Regions from separate parts of the Cricetulus griseus genome. Here region 2 is linked to region 1. A link is a contact called in public Hi-C data. All regions are on one chromosome and are shown on one strand. Each heading gives the region's core, a stretch centred on a gene start, on an enhancer-like site or on the middle of the called end of the contact. The rest is flanking DNA. Distances are from core to core; before and after follow the strand shown.

The links. Hi-C and Micro-C count contacts between places; a contact is called where the count stands out from the background.
Region 2: a Hi-C map of the CHO-S cell line shows a contact between it and region 1, with 6 times the contacts expected there. The contact joins the enhancer-like site here to the promoter of Coq8a in region 1. A contact is called at or near these places in 5 of 8 Hi-C or Micro-C datasets (the CHO-K1 cell line, the CHO-S cell line, fibroblasts and 1 more).

What each region holds. Positions count from the first base shown.
Region 1 is chr5:14,026,009-14,031,194 of CriGri-PICRH-1.0, reverse strand. Coq8a (atypical kinase COQ8A, mitochondrial) reads right to left here and starts at 1,938. Exons shown (of 15, transcript XM_027418854.1): 1 at 1,840-1,938.
Region 2 is chr5:14,084,861-14,090,046 of CriGri-PICRH-1.0, reverse strand. Cdc42bpa (serine/threonine-protein kinase MRCK alpha) reads left to right here. Exons shown (of 35, transcript XM_027418850.2): 34 at 9-166; 35 at 448-4,181. The coding sequence ends at 579. Among named protein-coding and RNA genes, the nearest start is that of Coq8a, 58 kb to the right of the region's middle. Within about 2 kb of position 3,101, at least 2 of the 6 cell types and tissues checked have open chromatin away from gene starts, as enhancers often do. A contact at or near this core is called in the CHO-K1 cell line and fibroblasts, where this site is marked.

The DNA.
Region 1 (5,186 bases), core at 689-3,188:
GGAGGAGCTAGTACAAGACAGCTATTGTACAACATAGTGACAATATGTAAAAACAGTACATTTTTCAAAATGGCTAAGCTTGGGACTAGAGACATATATTGGTAAAATACTTGCCTGGTGTGCACAACAGTCCTAGATTCAGTCCCTCAGCACTGCATAAAAATAGTTATGATGGTACTTACCTGTAATCCTAGCACTTAGTGGGTGAAAGCAGAAGAATAAGAATTCAAAGTCATCCTCAGCTATGTGGCAAGGTCAAGGCCAGACTAGACTGACTACATGAAACCCTGTCTCAAAATAGAAGTTCGTTTCAAATTCTGTGCTGGGCATAGCCTGTTGAGCCCTTGCTACCATCCAAGCGCTGATTTAATCTCTGAGATGCCTTATGCTATGTGATTCTCACAACTCACTGATATTATTGCCTCTGGCAGCGGAGGAAATAGAGACTCAGAGAAGTCAGGCACCTTGCCCAAGACTACAGTTTCCACATGGTAGGAGAAGGACCATAACCTTGCCTTGACCTTCAAAGCCTAGTTTATCTTGGTCACCAGGCCTACATAAGCAAAGACTAGGGATTTGTATCTATCATTGGGTTGACCAAACCTGACAGTGAATATCTAAATGGAAGGGAGAAATATGTGGGGGCTGGAATTCCAGTAATGGAGAAAGAGCATGGACCCTGGCAATGTGGGGTTTGGACCCTTATCTGGTGACTTTATTTTCTACTGGCCCACATTTGAGGCAGCTCACCCACACTGCATTGCTTTAAGGCTGTTTGAAGAAGTCTAAAGGGAAGCTAAAAGACTGCAGTAAGTAGCTGACAAGCCTTGCTTTCCATTGTTAGAGATTCCCATGACTTGCTCTGATGCCAACGTGAGGCCCTGGTTATGGGTAAAATTTCACCTGTGCCCTCTCCTTCTACCTTCCCCCAAGCCTGGGTATCAAGGCAAGCAGAACGCCTGCACTCCCTCTCTCCTCCCCCACCTCACGGCCCCGATGATATGTTAAAAGCAGTGGTTCTCCACTTTCCTAATGCTGCGACCCTTGAATCCAGTTCCTCATGTTGTGGTGACCGCCCCCCCACACACACACACACACAAACCATAAAATTATTTTTGTTACTGCTTCATAACTGTAATTTGCTACTTTTATGAATCATAATATAAATATCTGATAGCAGAGTATCTGATATGCCATCCCTGTGAAAGGGTCATTTGACCTCCAAAGGGGTTACAACCCACAGGCTGAGAACCATGGGTCAAGATTCTTTCTAGATAAATCTGTTTGCTACCAACTTTCAGACTGTAGACTCTTCTGCTCAAATGTGTCACCTCATGGCACAGTAGTGACCTGCCTATTCTAATGCTTGAAGGTGAAGCATGTTGCTGGTGGCCACGAGGTGAATAGGGTTCTCCCATCAGTACCCATGTTCCTGCCGTGATGTACTGCACAGTCACAAGCCCCAGAGCAACAAAGACAGCAACCATGGACCAAAGCCCCTGAAACCACAATCCAGAAGAAGCCTTCTTCCTCCTAAATTGTTGATCCCAGGAACTGTCAGAATGGTGGGAAACATGCTGCCCGCTACGCTATTAAACAATGAGTGGTTCAGGGTGCTCTTCCAGAAGACAGTTCCCACAAGAACCAAAACTTCCATGTCAAAGCTGAGACTAGAAACTCCCTGTGACCCACTCTGTCACACTGAGCTAGTGTGGCTTCCCCAAATATCTCCAGCAAAGTGGCCAGGCTCTTGCGTGAGCCTGGACCAATATTCCAATGCTTTCTCCAGGGGTATGGGTAGGAAACCAGGGCTAAGTCTCCCACAGAGCAAGGACCTACCTGGATTATGACTTTGTCCAGTGCCTGGGCCAGATACCGGAAGAAGCTGGAGGCAGCCAACTGACTTAGTGACGCCCCTGGGGTGAAGGCCTGTGGGGCTCACAGCGTGATCTGCTGCCCTCCTGTGGCATGCTGTTGTAAAGTCAGCAAAGACACAAAGGAGTGAAGGCCAGCAGGACTTCAAAGCCCTCCATGAGCACAGCAGCCTTCTTAGGGACAGCAGCCCTCGAACATACTGGTCTCACGACATCTCATATGGGTAAACGTTTCTAAGGACTCTAGAAACCCATTTGGTGGGCTGAAATTCTAATCTAGCAGAAACTGTAAGTCAGAATTTTTTAAATGATGCATTCATTCCTTTAAATTAATAAGCACCATGTTAACATAAACAATGGTTTTTGTCAAAATAGTTTTGAAAAAACTTGAGTGTAAAGAATGGCATTTAGTTACAGCTTTGCAATTTTTTAAAGATTCATTTATTGCTTCTTATGTGCATACCACATGAATGTAGGTGCCCAAAGAGTCCAGAAGACAGTGTGAGATCCCCAGAAGTTAGGGTTCCTGGTAGTTGTGAGCTGCCATGTGTGTCCTGGGAACCAAACCCAGGTCCTGTGGATAAAACAGCACTCTTTCATCTTAATTCTATGTATATGGGTGTTTTGCCTGAATGTATGTCTGTGTACTGTGTACATGCCTTATGTCCAAAGAGGAAGGCACTAGATCCCCTAGGACTGGAGTGAGGGACAGATGGTTGTAAGCTGCTCTGTGTGTGTGTGTGTGTGTGTGTGTGTGTGTGTGTGTGTGTGTGTGTGCACGCGCGCGCATTCATAATCAAACTGGAGTCCTCTGGAGGAAGGGACAGTGCTCTTAACAAGTGAGCCATCTCTCCAACCACACTTATTGTGTGTGTGCCCGTGCATGTGTGTGCCCATGTGTAAAGATCAGAGAACAACTTACGAGACTCAGTCCTCTACTCTCATTATTAGGGTTCCAGGGATCAATCTCCCGTTATCAGGCTTGGCAGCAAGTACCTTTACCCACCGAACCACGCCAATGGTCCAAAGTAATTATTTCTAATAGAGCAGAACAGACTTAGAGCTGTGCTCCTGTCAGCATTCAGTCCTTCGCGATGTCCTGCATCACACAGCTCCTGGAAAATCTGTGTACACTGGTGAGAGAAGGAGAAGGGGAATCCAATGTCACATAATATAATTGGCATCATCTCACCTCCCAGACCCCTTGAATCACACTTTGGAAGCTATTGCTGTAGAGTTTAAGCCAGGTATTGAGTGGACTCGGGTTTCTTCTATCAGGTCATCTGGTACTCAGGCAGTCGTAAGCCTGGAGCAGAGGGACCCAGGCAGGGAGGCTGCCCAGACCACACAAGAGTAAGACTCACTGCAGCTGGGGAAAGAACTGCCATGTCCCAACCTCCCTTTAGCACAACTCACCCACACTGAGGCTGGGCAGTACCCCAGGTGGCTTGACTCCAAAGGGAAGCTTCCAGCATGAAGAGCAGAGCCTGCCAGTTGTTTTTCTTTAATGGACTTTAGATGTGGGACAGCAAGACCTGGGTAACAGCCAGCATGATGGCATATGCACATAACCCTGGCATTGAAGAGGTAGAGACAGGAAGATCTGGAGATTAAAGTCATCCTGACCTCTAAAATGTGCGGTCAGCCTGGGCTGTATGACACCCTGTCCCAACTCTCCCCCTTGCCAACTGCACCTCAACCCATCCCTCCAAAACCAGAAAAGAACTAGGTGAGATACTGGCTGACACTGTGACTCCCCAGAAGGGATATGAGTTTGACCCCTGTGCTGTTGGGTGGGGGAGTAAGACATGGGCAGAATGAGGTACAGTTCTAGGTCTCAGGACTTTAGAACCACGGCGTTCTTCTCACTCACCAGGCTTCTATCTAATGGGCCAGTAGAACCTCAGGCAATAGAGAGAGCCTGTTTATCCTGCCCAAGACTCTGGGAACTACAGGCTACAGAGGTCCTTGTCAGCCCTCCATCATGTACTCAAGAACAGAAATGGCCACAGGGAGGCTGGAGAAGAGTCCCGTGAGTCTCCTGTAGGCCCAGTAAGCAGAGCCTGCCCTACATCCATATAATGGGCCCAGTAGTCAGCAGATAGGTTGGGGGAAGCATAAACTAAAGGTCCTACAGTCAGATAAAAGGGATATGGTATAGATCCTGAGGCAAGAGCAGGCAGACAATAAACAATTTGGGAAGGATCTTAAAAAAATACTGTGTGGGACAGGATTGAAAAAAATAGAATACATAGGGATGAAAACCTAACCAAAGAGAGGAACTACTTGCATACCAAAAACCACAGAAAATTGCTAGGAGAAATAAAAGATGGCATGGATAAGTAAAAATGCATCCTGAGGTCATGGATTAGAAGACTTAATAGTGTTAAAAGACCGTACCAGCCAAATTGGCCTACACAGAAAGTCAGTGCACTCCTGTCCTAGTTAGGGTTGTATTGCAGTGATAAGGCACCATGGACAAAGAAACTTAGAGAGGAAAGCGTTTATTTGGCTTACACTTCCCTATCACCATTGATCATCCAAGGGAGTCAGGACAGCAGCTCAATCAGGGCAGGAATCTGGAGGCAGAAGCTGATGCAGAGGCCATGGGGGAGTGTTGCTTACTGGACGCTCAGCTTGCTTTCTCATATCACTGGGGACCACCTGCCCAGGGGTGGTCCACCCACCACGGGCTGGGCCCTCCCCCATTAGTCACTAATTAAGAAAATGCCTTACAGCTGGATCTTATGGAGGCATTTCTCAATTGAGGTTCCCTCCTTTCAGAAAAGTCCAGCTTGTGTCAAGTTGGCATTAAGACTAGCCAGCACAATAATCAAACAATCTCCCACAAGAGAGCCACATCCACTCAATAAGAAAGACTGCTTCTTCAATGAATGGCGATAAGAAAAGTAGATTTTTCATTTGCTAAAGAATGCAGTGGAGTCCTCACTTTTTCTCCATAAAAAAAAAGAAACATTAACTCTAATTGGATTAAAGATCCAAATATAAGATCCCAACCATAAACTGTAAATGCAAGTTTCTTGTCCTGGCCATGTGCTGTGTGTGGCATGTGCCTGTGCTACCCCCCCACACACATATGTTAAATGTAAGAAGAAATCTTTAAATTGTAACGAGAAGCACAAAGGACAGCATGACACAATACTGAAAGCAGATGCCCACCAGGAATGATGAGTGTGGAGGAGAGATGGAGACACTGCCATGTGGGGTCATGCCCCTGGCAGACTACAAGAGGGCATAGCCAACATGGAAGACCCTGAGGGACGCGTGGGATGGAAGCTTCATGCAGATACC
Region 2 (5,186 bases), core at 1,852-4,351, 58 kb before region 1:
TCCTATAGGGTCATCAGCCCAGAATGGCAGTGCGCTAAAGAGGGAATTCTCTGGAGGAAGCTACAACACGAAGCGGCAGCCCATGCCCTCTCCCTCGGAGGGCTCTTTGTCATCGGGAGGCATGGACCAAGGAAGTGACGCCCCTGCGAGGGACTATGATGGAGAGGTAAATGGGCCGTGGGTGGCGGCTGCATGCTTAAGGCCAGTGCCTTGTCCAGGCTGAGCCTATCCCCTTGCGTATGTCTCTGAAGGGTCAGCAAGGAGTGTCACGTGGGTGCAAGCTACAGCTTCCCAGAGGCTCTAGGAAAGGCCCCCGCACTTGTCATGTGTGTGTGTCCTCCAATCATCTTACAGAGGGTTTGTCTGCTGAGGACAGAGAAGCCCCTGGGTGGGGTAGCGAGTCCTCCCTGTTGTCCCTCAGCTTCTCACTAGTGCCTTGTTTTACAGGACTCTGATTCTCCAAGGCATTCCACAGCTTCCAACAGCTCCAACCTGAGCAGCCCCCCAAGCCCCATTTCACCCCGAAAGACCAAGAGCCTCTCCCTGGAGAGCACAGACCGCGGGAGCTGGGATCCGTGAGCCCAGGACCGCAGTGGCCACAGGCAGGGACTCAACACCCCGACAACGTGCCTGGCAGCAGCGTAGTGTCCGCACTGCTGCAATAAGGATTCCTCCGCAGCCAGGCCCGCTTCACCACCACCCCCACCAGCCCCCCAGGTAGCTTCCATAGACAGACTGCGCAGACGCAGCGCTAAGAGTAGACGGGTTGTGTTCTCACCGTAGTCCTCACGTAGCGCCCAGCAGCCTCCATGAGCGTCAGCCCGACTGTTGCCAGGAAATAAATCCTCACGACTGAAAACAATGCATATTTTACTACAATACAGAGTTTAAATAAATACATAAATGTAGAAGTTAAATACTGAATGTACATAGTCAAGGAAGCATCTTGTGTTCAGTGAAAGATGATGCACATATAAGAAAGCTCATTTAATTTAAAGAAATGTGTTGTTTCTTGTCTGTTTCCCAGCTGAGTCAGATACAGGGTACAAAGGCCTCAAGTGATGTTTGTAAAGAGAGAGCAGAAGTCCCATCCCCATCGTGTCTGTCCTCAAGCCTGCAGGCTAAGGAATGTTTGGAGATCAGTGCCATTGGTGGGATGTGACCTGGACACCACAGGTGGCACACAAGTCACTCCAGGGCCACACCCACCTCCCAAGGCATCTCTTTCTCTAATGATGGATTTGAACATTTCCCCCCTTAGTATTTTTTGGTATCTCGCACAGATGAATGAAAGACAACTCTGTCATCTTCTGAACCTTCCCATCATAAAGGGCACAGGGAGAGAGTCGGGGCTTCTGAAGATCATAGAATGGTTTGTGTAGCTGGTTTTGGTCCTGGCAAAATCCTGTCCCTCCCTAGGTTGCAGTGAGTCTGTCTGGACTGGGCACAGCTTCCCAGTGAGGAACCTGTTTGGTTAAGGGTGGTTGTGAACTTCCTCATACACACTCCTGGGGAAGGGGCTTCTTTCTCCCTGCTAACTCATGTGAAACCTCAGAAGCACAGGCTTGAACAGCCTTGACCAAATATGCCTTCCCACATGCTGGGACAGTGGGGCCTGTGTGGGCCTGGGGGTGTGCTGGCTGCCAGAGATGGCCAGCCAGCTTCCACTCTGGGTGTGTGCTGCTGTCCTTGTCCAAGGAAGCAAGATGGAGACCAGAACTCGTCTCTACCCACATGTTTCACCAGCTAAGAACATAGAAAAGACGGAAACTACAGTACCCCATGCCAGTAAAGAGGCCCTGCCACTCTTCCTTTTCACCTCTTTTGGGTTGAAAAAAACCACTATTTCCCCACCTTAAACCACACCTAAAATAGATTTCCAGACCTGCTAGCCAGCCTGTCATGCTGACACTTGGCACAGTGTGCTGCCAGACCCTGAGGTGTGCTGCCTTATGGAGGAGGAGGTCAGAGTTCCGGGCGGGGGATGGTGATGGAAGCACTTCTGATAGGGTCTTTTAAACAGCAGCTTTGACAAATGTTCTGGATTCTCCACTGGCTCAGACAGGAGCACATTTTGTTTTGGGTGGGCACTGTGTCATCCTAATCTCAATTGTTTTGCTTTTGGAAAAGAAGTGTTACAAAAATATTTGTGTACATCCAAAACTAAGGGTCAGATCTTGAGTTTGGTGAGAGCCTTATTATTGTATCTGCTTGAACGTGGCACTTTGCCTGATAGCACTGGCTCCTCTCTCCTCTGTCCCCTCCCCTTCCCTCTCCTTCCTAGGCAGAAAACTGACTCTACCCTGAGCCTTTGGTCTGTAGCTTTGACAACCAGTTGTGAATTTTTGTTGCTTACAGTGCTCGTTTATAGAGTCTCGTTGTAGAGTCTCAGTCGAAACCTCCCTGCAGGCCCGCTCCATTGCAGTGAGCCCCACCCGAGCTCTGCTGTGGACTGGGAGACTCTGCACTGCAGACATGATCCACACCTGAGCTCTGCTGTGGACTGGTAGATTCTGCACTGCAGTCATGGATCCACACCCGAGCTCTGCTGTGGACTGGGAGACTCTGCACTGCAGACATGGATCCAGGCATTGTACCAGCAGCCCTGGCCCAGAGTGTGGGGTGGGGTTCTCCTAATAACCACTGTCTTACTGGACTTGTCCCAGCCTTACATGAAGAGCGCTCCTGTCAGAAGCCGTGGAGGAGGGTAAGGAAAGACAGAAGCCACGATCCCTCAGAGCAGTGGCCACCAAAGACCAAATTAAAGGCCTGCGGCCCTGCCTGAAACCATTCTCCCTACCCCATGCAAGGTATTTGAACATGTGCAGCAGCTGGAATTGATACCTAAATGGAAAATGGTGTTCAGAGCCATTTCTGGCATAGTGTCTGTGGGTTAGTACTTGGTGCTATGTCCAGCCTATTTGCTATTGGCCCTTGAATTCTGGCTCATCTATTATGTGGGTTTGGGGTGGGTATGCAAATATATTACATTTTTTGGTTTTGGTTTTGTTTTATTGCCAAAAACAAGCCTTCCTGTCAATGATTGCTAAAGCAGACTTCACTTAGAATATATATTTTGGGTGCACACTCCCTGTGCTTAGTCATTCACGTTCTTTCCCAGTGAGCACAGCTTTAAGACTAAGGGGGATTACAACAAATGGCCTGTTTAGCCTTCCAGCAAATTGCTATAGCCAAGCTTAAAGGGAATGCCTAAAATTCCTGTCATTCCCACCGGCCCTTCCTTCAGCCTGGTCTCTTTCATGTTAGACTCCTGTCACTTTGTTTCTTAGTGGCCGCATCAGTTTCTAAGAAAAGTAGCTGGCTTGTGTGGAACCTCGGGTATCATTAAGGAAAAGCTAGAGCAGCGGAGCAGACATCTACTCCCAGTGCAACAGGCCACCATGCAGCCTTGGCAGTGACTACCAATTCACTTCTCCGAGCTCAGTAGACCTAGCTGACATCCCCTCTCCCAAACATGAGTGTCCTTAAAACAGCGTGACACCCCCAGACCACTGGCCCTTTCTAGGCACACATAGCCCAGCCCTGCCCCTTTCTAACCTGGTTTGGCAGCATAGCATCTCACTTCACCCTCCAGTGGCTCTTTCCTTGTTGAAACCTTCAGTCTTTGCAAGTTCTGAGTTCCCTGTGGAGCCTTGCTGGATGCTGTGAGTGTCTCCTGCCCGCTCCAGCATCACATTCTCCTGTCCCAGGGACAGCAGCATTACATAGGGCCCTACTAGTCAGTCAGCCTTGATGCCATTGAAAACAAAATGACCTGCCTTTTTATTTTATACCATTTATTTTATACATTTTTAGGATTTTTTTCTCATTGTAATATTATTGTACAGTTTTGCATGGCCTGGGTGTAATCATTTTTGTTTAGACTATGATGCTGATCAGTGTGTGTGTGTGTGTGTGTGTGTGTGTGTGTGTGTAAGGAAGGTACTGCTTTGGCATCTTAATCACTCATTTGGTTTGGTTTCATCCCTTGATGTTTGAGGGAAATGTCCTGAGAGAGTGTCTGCCAACAGACTATGACATGGGTTCTTTTGCACAGAATTATTTAAGGTGGGATAGTAAAAAAATGTAACAAAGAATTTCTCACCAATATTTTATGTTGGCGTCACCTAATTAACCAGACTTTGATGTACTGCAATAAAATAAGGAACTGTTAGGATTGAGTATTTTGTCTTTTTCTTTCCCTATATGAAGAGCAAGATGAGTTTGTGGCTCACTGGTCCCTCCTCTGGGCCTCTTCTTTATATACCCAGAGGACACAGGTCAGCTCGCCCCTGGGGTTTGATCCAGGACTTTTTTAAGTTGCCCTCGGAGCTCAGGTAAGAATAACATTCAAATCCCTGGAAGTGTTCAGCTCCCTTCCTCTAATAAGAACATCTTAGTCACTGCTTTAGGCTGCTGGGCCACACTCTGCAGGCACTTCAGAGTCATGGTTGTCTAGTGTGAAGCTGGAAGCAACTTGATTGCTGTCTGTGTAAACAGCCTCTTGGGAGCGTTGGACCCGTTTTGGTGAGTTGATGAAGCTGGCACACAGGTAAGGATGGGTGACCTTATCAGAAATGCCACAACTGCAACTGAAGTCACTCAGACCCCTCCTAGCCATTGGGAATCTTGAAGATCCACAAGTCACCCTGGGCCTCAAAGGTGGCATCTGTGCAGAGTAGGACTTGGCAAACTTTCCATGGTCTGTGACACATGGACAAGAGCACCAGGTACCAGTAAAACTTCTTAAAAGGCATAGTGAGCTGTTTGGTGCAGGGTGGTAGTTAGCCAGGCCCCTAGTCAGATTTAGCATGACCTTTAAGAGCACACTGTTCCTGTCCAAGCCCTAATGCCACCTCTAGTGCCTGCTGTTCTGTAGCCACAATCTACAAGCTTGTTTTCTCTAAAATGGCTAAGAAGCCTGGTGGCTCAGACTTGTGGTCCTAATTACTTGGCAGGCTGAGCAGGAGGGTTACAAGTTTAAGGCCTGCCTGAATATCTTGTTGAAATCCTGTCTCAAAAGTAAAAGGGCTTCACATCTGCAAGACATCAGGCTCAATCCCCAGTGCCAGTGAAGCCTTAAGGTCAGAGACACAAATGCAAAGAAATTCTTAATGTCTGCCTGAGTTGTCACATTCTGTCCCCACCAAGAGCAATGTAAATTCTAGATGAGAGACCTTTACAGG